3 separate regions of the Rattus norvegicus genome follow, and all the other regions are linked to region 1. Evidence: chromatin contacts called from public Hi-C data. All regions are on one chromosome and are shown on one strand. The core of a region is the stretch at or near the end of the contact, and the rest is flanking DNA. Distances in the headings are between cores, read along the strand shown.

The links. Hi-C and Micro-C count contacts between places; a contact is called where the count stands out from the background.
Region 2: a Hi-C map of liver shows a contact between it and region 1, with 1.9 times the contacts expected there. The contact joins the enhancer-like site here to the promoter of Jade1 in region 1. A contact is called at or near these places in 5 of 12 Hi-C or Micro-C datasets (the A7r5 cell line, kidney, liver and 1 more).
Region 3: a contact with region 1 is called in a Hi-C map of mammary epithelial cells, with 1.9 times the contacts expected there. The contact joins the enhancer-like site here to the promoter of Jade1 in region 1. A contact is called at or near these places in 3 of 12 Hi-C or Micro-C datasets (the A7r5 cell line, mammary epithelial cells and psoas muscle).

What each region holds. Positions count from the first base shown.
Region 1 is chr2:126,469,464-126,472,761 of GRCr8, forward strand. Jade1 (jade family PHD finger 1) reads left to right here and starts at 1,661. Exons shown (of 11, transcript NM_001415052.1): 1 at 1,661-1,819.
Region 2 is chr2:126,399,820-126,403,174 of GRCr8, forward strand. No RefSeq gene overlaps it. Among named protein-coding and RNA genes, the nearest start is that of Jade1, 70 kb to the right of the region's middle. Within about 2 kb of position 1,597, at least 7 of the 93 cell types and tissues checked have an H3K27ac peak or open chromatin away from gene starts, as enhancers often do. A contact at or near this core is called in liver, where this site is marked.
Region 3 is chr2:126,346,288-126,349,726 of GRCr8, forward strand. No RefSeq gene overlaps it. Among named protein-coding and RNA genes, the nearest start is that of Jade1, 120 kb to the right of the region's middle. Within about 2 kb of position 1,949, at least 28 of the 93 cell types and tissues checked have an H3K27ac peak or open chromatin away from gene starts, as enhancers often do. A contact at or near this core is called in the A7r5 cell line, where this site is marked.

The DNA of each region.
Region 1 (3,298 bases), core at 411-2,910:
GGTTCCTTGGAGGTCAGGTGATGATGTTGGATTCCCTGGAACTGGAGTTCCAGATGGTGGTGAACTACCATGTGACTGAAGGGAACAACCCCAGTCTTTGGCAGCATCAAGTGTTTGTAATGTTGGGCCATCTCTCCAGGCCCCCAAAAAGAGTACTTTTAAAAAAGTACTTATTTATTTAAGATAGGATGGATAATGGCTGGCTGGAAGTTAGAATGGATGCAATCAGTTTGTCACAGAAAGATGAATGAGATTGCAGTGTGGTTGGAGACCCATCATCCCTTCTGAAAGCCTGCTCTTGAATTCTCATTGGGTTCCCTTGTCTCTGTCTCTGTCTCTGTCTCTGTCTCTCTCTCTCTCCCTCCCCCTCCTTCCCTCCCCTTTCTCACGCATGTGTGTGCACGTGGGTGTGGGTGTGTGTGGGTGTGTGGGTGTGGGTGCACGAACTGTAAGCCACACAGAACTAGTAAGGGTTCTAGTCCTCATTTGGTAGTACCTCACCTGTTCTGAGCAGGACTGAGTGAGCACAGTAGAAATCCTGCCTGCCAAGGAGTGTCTTTATGCCAGGGAGTCTTTATGCTCCTTATTAAGGAAATGGAGAGGGGAAAAAGCACATACATTTAGGATTGCTGCTGCTTTGCTTTGTTTCCTGAAAAATAATTGAAAGGCACAGTTAGGTTTATTCTCCCATTTATCAGACTGGGGTTCTAGATAGATGTCTGTGAATCAAACCTGTTTTATACAGAATTATGGATGATTGCAATGCACAATCTTGTCCTTTGGGTTCAATATCTGATTTTGTAATTAATAATTATTGTTCTTATTTTCTAAATGGGAGTTTTAATGTGTATTTCCCCCCTTTGGATGTTGAATGTGATATACAACACAGAGTCCTTGAGGACTCTATGAACATAATTATTCTCCATATAAAAGTTAGTTTTTAGTATGTGAAAAACCAACAATCACTCATTTTTTTACACATATGTATCAACATGAGTCTCTGGTGATTGCTTTTATACTAGTCTAAAGTTCGAATTTTAGCATTAGTCCCAGTTCTATGTGGAAGGAGAAAAATATCCAGTTCTGACCAGAACGCTCTGTAATATAAAAGTTTATAGAAGAAGTCTGTTTTTTAGTGGATTAATGCTAATTTGCTGTGAGTTCAATACAAATTAGGTAAAGCTGGGGTTCCCCCTCCCAGAATTGGATTGTTTGTGCTAAAAACTGTCATTCGAATTCGCAACTCCTTCAAAACTGTTACTACAAAAACAAATTATTTTCTTATTCAGCCTAAAAACAAAAACATTTCTCCCAAACTATCCGCTTTAATATCCACGTTTTTAATCGACCTGATTTAAAGGTAATTTGCAAGAAATGCATTTCTGCATGTCTCCCGGAGTTGGAACTGGGACAGCAGATTTGGAGGGGGTGATTTCATAAACCCTTTTCCTCCTAGGAGACACCTTGAGGGCTCCCGAGGTGGGTGCAAGAAGAGAGCCCCTTTAGCTGCAGTCAGGACCCCAAGAGTTAAAGGGAGCGAGCCCCTACCAGCGGCTCCCCGCCCCACTGTCCCCACCCTCTCCTTTTGGCTGGGGATTAAAGTGCTCCCCCCTGTGGCAGCAGTGACCCAGAAATGAGTCTGCGTCCCGGCGCTTCCTCTGCCGCCAGCCGCACGCCCTACCGGGAGGGCCTGGGCGCGCCGGGCCGGCCGAGCGCGCGGGCGACAGCAGGGGCTCGCCCGGCTCCCCGCGCGGCCTCTGTGGCCCGGACTCATGCGGCGCAGCGTGCAGCCCGCGGAGGCCCAGCCCGTGCGCAGCAGGTACGCGGGGGCGGAGGCGCGGGGGCGCGCGGGTCGGGGTGCGCGTCTCAGGCCGCGGCCGCGGCGGCTGCAGGACGAGCCGAGAGACTCAGCCATATTTGATGGTTTTGTTGCTTCGCTCGGGAGTTCTCGGGAGTAATGTAATGCCGAAGGTCGCTGCCTAGTGGAAATAATATAGTACGTCATTAATATGGCGCCAAAAGATTGGGCTGTGGATCTGTAGCGCGGAGGGAGGAGGCGGCCGCCCGCGCCGAGGCACTATCCCACCAGCAACTTGGGCATCGCCGGGTGGGGGCCGGCGACGAGGCCGGGATGGCCGCGGAGCCCGGGAATTGATCGGTGTCGGATCAGTAAGTTCTATTCCGATTATTATTTTCAATCGGAGGAGGGCGAAGGCTTAGAGCTTTTCCTTTTAAATGTACGAAGAACATGAGGCTTTTCAGGTGATTCATCCAACGTTTTCAGCAGCAGAAACCCAGTTTATACATTAAAAAAAAAAAAGCCAAAGTGCCTTAGGCTGCGTGAAAGTGGAAAGAAAGCATAGTAGCTAGCAACTTGGTAGACAGATGGCAATGGCAGAGCGCAGGTTCGCGTACATACATGTTTCCAGAGTGTTTGACAGTGTGTGTGGGGAAGGAGGCTGTGAGGGTATGTTTTTCCAAACATAGGTGTGAGGGTGGTACATCTGTGTGAAGTGGCCGCAGCCCTGGTTCTTGTCACCGCGTCACCACATGTCCAACATATTCATTGCATCAATTCAAGGGCAGTGAGAAGGGGATGAAGGGACCGCTTGGCAATTAGATTTTTCTAGAATGGGTTTCCAATGATGAGACCTTTTACTTCCAGCGAGACTGCTTGTAAAGTGTAAGACTTCATCGGTGAAATTGGGAAGGACTTCATCAGTAGAGCAAAGTACCTATTAATCATGAACTTAAAACGGACTGCAGATTGCAACCTTTGGCACCATCTGCAAATTGTGGGGGTGGGGTCTCTGGGTCTCCTGGCTCCCCTTGTAGCACATGCACACGCGGTGTGCACCCCGGGACTGCAAGTTGCAAAACCTTCCCGTGCACGTGTCTGGTGCCTGTGAGTGTGTTTGCGAGTTGGGTGCTGTTGTTCGGTAGCCAGTAGGCTTTCCGGGTCGGCTCGGCTTAGGCTTGCAAATGCGGGAGAGGGATGGAATGTGGAATGTTGACCGGAGAACCGAATCCTTTCGGAACGGTCCCATTTGCTGGAGAAATTCGATACCTTCCACCTCCTACCCGCCCCCCAACCCCCCTCCCGCCCGCCTTCGGGCAGGAGGCGGGGCTGAGGACGCCGCTGCTGCTCAAAGTGGCGGAGCGCAGCGGCGGGAGGCAGGTGCACAGCACCGCCGGTGGGGGTGCCTCAACTTCCGCGGGCGTTTAAATAGCAGCGGGGCTCCCCTCCCACCGGTAATAGGTGACCTGGCGCTCGCGGGCGGCGGGGGAAGGGACTGGG
Region 2 (3,355 bases), core at 347-2,846, 70 kb before region 1:
AAGTTGTCCTTTGACCTTTGCCCTCCCCCAACAGTAAATAGATAGCTTTTAAAACTAGCACATTTTGTTAAAAATGAACAAACCTAGATGACAGGCATAAGAAGCTCAGGGTGTTATGTAAGATCTAGAGATTTTTCTTCTCAAATAAAAAACTTGTAAAATCTGTATAAATAGAGTACTCACGAAGCCTACTAACAGACATCATTTGGGGAAGGTCCCTCATGTTTGTTTGTTTGTTCTTTTTTTTTTTACTTCCTCCTGCATCTCAGCCCTTTCTGAGCACTTAAACAAGTGTTTAATGGTTTGTGAAGAGACAATAAAACTCTAGGAAAGAATTCAATTTAAAGGAAATCATTTTAAAAATTGACAAATCCATTTATAGTTCAATAACCATCTCCTAATTTATTGGGTTAATAAATTCCGGATTTGGAGCAGCTAGATTTTTCTGGCATTTTTATTGTAGTAAAACATATGTAGCATAAAATTTGCCATTATAACCAATTTTTGATGGCACTAAGGACATTCACATTGATGCAGTCATCACGATTACTCATCTCTAGAACATTCCGCAACTGTCCCCAGCTCTCTGCCATTAAACACAAACTCCCCATCCCTTATTCCTTTCATACAGTCTAATGTGCATCCTTTACCAGACATGTGTCTTGCTAATATTTTTCACCCACTCTATAGGTTGCCTTTTTCCTTCAATGCACAAAATTTTCTAGTTTGGGGGTGGTTTCACAACTCAGTGGTAGAGCATTTTCCTAGTGTATATGAAGAAGAAGTGCTTTTAATTTTCATAGAGTGGGGGTTGAGGATTTAGCTCAGTGGTAGAGCCTAGGAAGCGCAAGGCCCTGGGTTCGGCCCCCAGCTACGAAAAAAAAGAACCAAAAAAAATTTTTTTTCTGTATGTCCACTGTCTGACAATTGCTAATTTCCTGAAGCATTTCTACTTGATGTTTGGAGTATTGAATAGCAGTAGCTGTTTTGTTTTTGTTTGCTTGTTGTTTGTTTCTCTTTGCATTTTGGAATAGTAACAGCAACCATCAATCACCTTTGCAGAAGGTGTGATTGACAGGTGTCACGCTCAGTACCTTTTGAAACTAAAATATTACTGACTTATTTTGCTTAAAATGAGTTAAATCTTCCTTTGGGTACTTCTGGAAATTTCTCAGAAGACTGCCTCATGTGCTCCAGAACAAACGCCTTGTTCTGTTTTTGTTTTTCCACTTCAGGCTCCATTATTTTGCCTGGGCTGCCATTGACCCTTGTGAGGTTTTAATGTTCCCGATGTCTTCCAACTGCATATGCTTTCGAGGCCTCTGAAGTGCCCTCTTCATCCTGAACCAGGTACCTCCAGCTTCCTTGCACAGAAACCTGTCACTTTCCTACCCTGGGGAAGTCACAGAGGTTCGCATAGAACATGATGGACTGAGTGCTGAGGTGCAGGTTAGGGACCCAAAGTACTGCTAAAGAAAATATTGACACATGCTAAGTGTAAGGAAGACTTTGTTCAGAACCACTGTGCAAGGTGTCAAGATTATTACAAGTGGGGAGAAGACTGGGCTTTCCTCCAAACACAACAAGGGCAGGATTCATACCCAAAGAGTGAGTGCTTATGTGAACAGAAAGGCCAGAGAATGGAAAATTACATCAAGGGATCCTACTTAAACTGACTCAATAAGATTCTTGTAGAAGATAGGCCATAGTTATCAGGTGCCAAAAGGACAGGAAGAGGAATTTAATTAGATACTCAGATTGCCTCTAGATGACTCAACTCTTAGAACAATGAGAGTGGGTTAGGAGCCTGGACACAGACTGCTGAAGAAGAGAACTTGACAAAGAGCCTGACCATCAGGTTCATTCCAGGAGAGAACCTTTGTCCATCTCTCCCCTATTCAAAGCAGGAAGAAAGACCCAATGTAGCCCAGGGACAATTTCCCTGTGACACATAAAGTTTCTCTGTGGTTACTCTACTCTGATACTCTGTTTGCAAAATAAATCTAGTCTAATTAGATTTGTCCTGGTTACCACATTAGTAAAACATGAACGCTAAAGAGACACATAGTTTTCTTTGCTGGTATTTTCCATAAGGATTCAGATTATATATATAAAAAACCTCCTGAGAAGCTAGGGAGATGGCTCAGTGGGCAAAGTTCTGGCTATGCAAGTGTGAGACCCTAAACTGGGACCCCCAGCATCCATGGATACCTTGGGCAAGGTAGCTTGTAATCCCAGTCCTGTCAGGACAGACACAGGAGGGTCCCTGCCTAGCCAGTCAACAAAGTCAGATCTGTGAGTTTCAGGTTAATTTGTAAAAATAATGTGGGACCTGAGACATGACTCGGGGTTGAAGATGTTTGCCACCATAATGACCCGAGCTTGTTAGAAAGAGAGAGTTGGTTTCTGTGTGTATTCTTCTGGCCTTTGCATGCATAACACACACAAACACTACACACAAAGTCCCTTGACACTAGGAAGCCATAGCAGAACAAGGCCTGGGACTAATTCTTTTTCTTGCTCTTGAGTGTTTCTATGCTCTTTTCCTAGTTGGCACAAAATATATACACTGCCCTTCCCCTGAATGCACTTTCAAGCCCCCTTAACCATTCTGACCCCTGTTGGATGCTCTGTCAGGGAGGTGCACTAGGGGAGGCGACCCTAACCTAAGGTCACATCACCTGGTTCTGCAATAAGTTATAACCACGTGGTCATATCTGATGTCTCTACCACATTCCTGTTATAGTCTGTAACAAAGAGGATATGTTCACGCCGAACTTGTGCAAATAATAAGATCACCATGGAAATAAGAATATTCAATCAGAATTTCTGAATTTGGAAAGGATCAAGCAAAGGAAAAAAAATGTGTTTCATTTCTGTTTACAAAGGTATAATCATTGCCATGAGTTATAGATAGCTTAAAGAGAAAAAAAGTTCCTTATAACTCCCTCCCCCAACCCCGCTAAAAAAAACATCAAAGACAACTTTATAAATACCCAAACTAAAAGCAATAATCACCCTTCATCAGCTGCCCAGTACAGGGCAGTTAACCCCTGCTTGCCCAGCTTGACCGTGAGTGAGCAACTTCATGAAATAAGCTTCTCGCTGAAGTTGGAAGACCTAACAAGGTAGTGGCAGGTCTCACAGCCACCACGCTGTGAGCCCTGAGTGCCTGCCTGGCTAGTTTCTTTCCTTGAGTCTCTGTTTCAAAACATTCCCTGTTTTTGTAGTGTAGGCCGGCCTGGAACTCTGTGTATAGCCCAAGCTGGCTCCAAACTCCCCATGTACTCGCCACAGCTTTCTGAGTGCTGACGGTGCAGGCATATACCACCTTGCCAGCTTACTGGAAGGCTGG
Region 3 (3,439 bases), core at 699-3,198, 120 kb before region 1:
CCTTGAGTCTTCTACATTGTAGCTGGGAGAGTCATTTCTTTTGGGACAGTGGCTCTTGCCAAAACATAACACCCATGAAGGAATATCTCAGAAAGTGCAGAGTGAGTTCACACATCCTACCTTATCTCCCTCCCTGAAACACATACATAGATAGAGGGAGAGGTAGAGGAGAGGGAGAGGGAGAGGGAGAGGGAGAGGGAAAGGGAGAGGGAGAGGGAAAGGGAGAGGGAGAGGGAGAGAGCCACACCCAGAATGTTCCAGTCACCTGTACCTTCCAGTAAGCAGTCACCTGGCCTGTTCTCTGGGCTTCTCAAGGTCTGGCCTTCCTTGCAAGGGGTCCCTCCTGCTGCATACACTGCCTATTCCTTTCTTCTGCTTTTGTGCTGCTCCAACAGAATAATTGAGACTGTTAATATATAAAGAAGAGAGACTATTTGTTCACTCTAAGGGCTGGGAATTCCAAAGCTCAGGGCCAGCATCTGGCAAGAGCTTTCTTGCTGGAGATCCTAAGGTAAACAGAGAAAAGTAGTTTGGGACTGATGGGTGCTTGCTTTTATATCTCCCTCTTGTGACAATAAACCTACTTCTGTGACAATGACATTAATCCGAGGCGGAGCTTCATGACCAAAACACCTCTTCAAGATCTCCCTTCTCAGAACCATGGTACTGGAGATTAAGTTTCCGACATGAAATCTTCCGGATGCACTCATGCAACAGCACTGCACAGTAAGCCATCCCCAGAGAACCTCATACAGACTAGACAGGCATGAGCGAAACTATCCCGGCTTCATCCCTCTGTCGTTGTCTGAGTTGGGAAATTCATGACTGTAGACATATACTCTATGGCTGAGTAATTTAAATATGTCTACAACCAGTGTCCTATATATGCATGTTTTTCATGGGAAACATGCACATTTGAAAATAAATCAGACAAAATTTATACTAATGTGGAATGTCATCTGCCACAGCACTTAGATCATTCTAGGACATTTCAAACTTAGGAGTCACATGTTGCCAAAAGAATCCAGGCACGGTGTCTCATGACTGTAACCTTAGCACCCAGGAGGCTGAAGCACGCGAATGCCATAACCTCAAGGCCAGTCAGGACAATTCAGTGAAACCTTGTCTCAAAATAAAAGAAAGAGCTGGAGATGAAGTTCAGTGACAGAGCCCTTGGCGTGTGTGTGTGTGTGTGTGTGTGTGTGTGTGTGTGTGTGTGTGTGAGAGAGAGAGAGAGAGAGAGAGAGAGAGAGAGAGAGAGAGAGAGAGAGAAGACTAAAAATAAAATTAAAAACTAAAGTTTAATGGGTACTACAAAATCCCCAGAATGTCAGACTGAGTATAAATACCCTACACAGAACCAACACAGCCTCACAATTAGACAGTGTTGATTTAGAAGGTTGGGGATCACAGCTTATTATCCCTCAGTTCTCCTGGAGCCTATGGATTTGGGGGTATACTTGGGTGTGCAACCTTCACTGCCTGATGGGATAAAAGAACAAACAACTAGTAACAACTAGGTCCATCCAGATCAAACAAACAATGGAGCCCTAGGGGAGGGTCAGAGCCCAAGGAGAAGGTCCAAAGAATTCTAACAGCAGAGATCTATTCTCAACTATGTTTAACTGAGATGAGGCAATATGGTGCTCTAGTGAGAACCATGCACCAAAGGTCAGGACACAGGGGTTTACTCCAAGCTCTGGTTCTGCCATTAACATTTATGTCGCCTTGAGTGACTCAGTCTCTCCGAGGTCCACTCAACTTACCTCTGAAAAGAGAGAGGTCCTTCATGGTCTGAAATTTTCTTTGGCTGCTTTGAGACATAGTTGAACATTCATTAGGGTGCAGATACTGGCTTTCTTGCTTGACAGTGCTTAGAGAGTGGGAGCATGTTGGAATCAAGCTCTGTATCATTGACTCATGTCTGTACACTGGAATCCAGGGAAAGAGTATGCTGAGTCACTCAGAGAACACACCCTGAAGCTGAGGGCTGTGGACAAGCTGTTCCTCACAGCATGCTGCTCCAGGTCAGACGGAAAAGCCGGTGGAAGCTAGTACTGAGGATATTAGTCTCATAGGCAGGCAGCTGCCAAGAAAAAACTCAGAGGACCTGAACTAGTGTTCCTGATGTCACCGTATTCCATAGTTGGGGTAGTCTCTTCTCATCCCCAGGTTCGATAGTCACTTATCTCATAACTGTGACAAAAATCCCAGGGAAAAGCAACTTAAGAAAGGGTCTATTTGAGCTTGAGGTCAAGAGGGTGTGGTCCAGAAAGGTGGGAGTTTAAGGCAGTAGGTTACACTGTACTGGAGGAATGTCAATGCTAGCTCATGTTCTCCTTTTGATTCAGTCAGAAATTCAATCCTCAGGATGTTATCCCTCATACTTGGGGTCGGTCTTCCACCTTGTTAGCCCAATCTAGACACTTGAGAAAGAGATGTGCTCAGAGATTTTTTTCCTAGGAGAGTCTAGATCCCTTTGAGTTGACCATATAAACAGCACACCCTGTTTGGGCTGCTATAACAAAATAATTTGTTTCCAGGAGATTCAATGCCCTCTCCTAGACTCCACAGGTACTCATGCTCACATGTATGCATAAACACACATGTCCACATGCACAAGCACACACAATAAAACAATAATTTAAAAGGAAAAATTGACACTCCCATTTTAGAAACCCAAACTTCCACAGGTTGAGAATGTGAAATATTTCTTTGTATGTTTGTTTTATTTCTGAATTTGTGGATGTTTAGGAGTGGGGTGTGAATGCATGACTAAATATGACAGGTGGGGAGCATGGAGGGACGTTTCGGAGAGGCGTTGTCAAATACCAGTCAACAAGTAACTGAAGAGCCGTTCTGACGTTCCCTGAGTCACTCTTCCCTTACCCATATACTTTGTGAGAAGCTCGAAGTCCATAAAAAAGACCGTGAGGTTTCATTATACATGGCCCTTGTTCACAGCAAGCAATATCTAAAACACAACATCCTGAATTAGACATAGATTAATTACAAAGGAAGGAGAAAACGAAGAGGGTCAATATTTATTGAGTATCGTCTGTTTGCCAAGAACTATACTGGGTACTTTATACACATGAATTAACCTTTGCAGTGAGTTAACCTTTATGGTGACATTAACCCTAAAGTATCCCTCAGAATGGCTTCCTTATAGAGATAAATGTACTGAGGCTTAGAGAGATTAAACCGATTGTCAATTATCACAGTTACCACAAGACAGAACCAGGCCTACCTAGGACTTTACAGCAGCGCTCTTTCTCTCTCTCTCTCTCTCTCTCTCTCTCTCTCTCTCTCTCTCTCTCTCTCTTTCTCTCTCTCTGAGTGTGTGTGTGTGTGTGTGTGTGTGTGTGTTATGCATATACTAAACAGAGAACAAAAGAGCTTGAATATATTGGAAAAGTGTTCTACTGCTGGACTATAC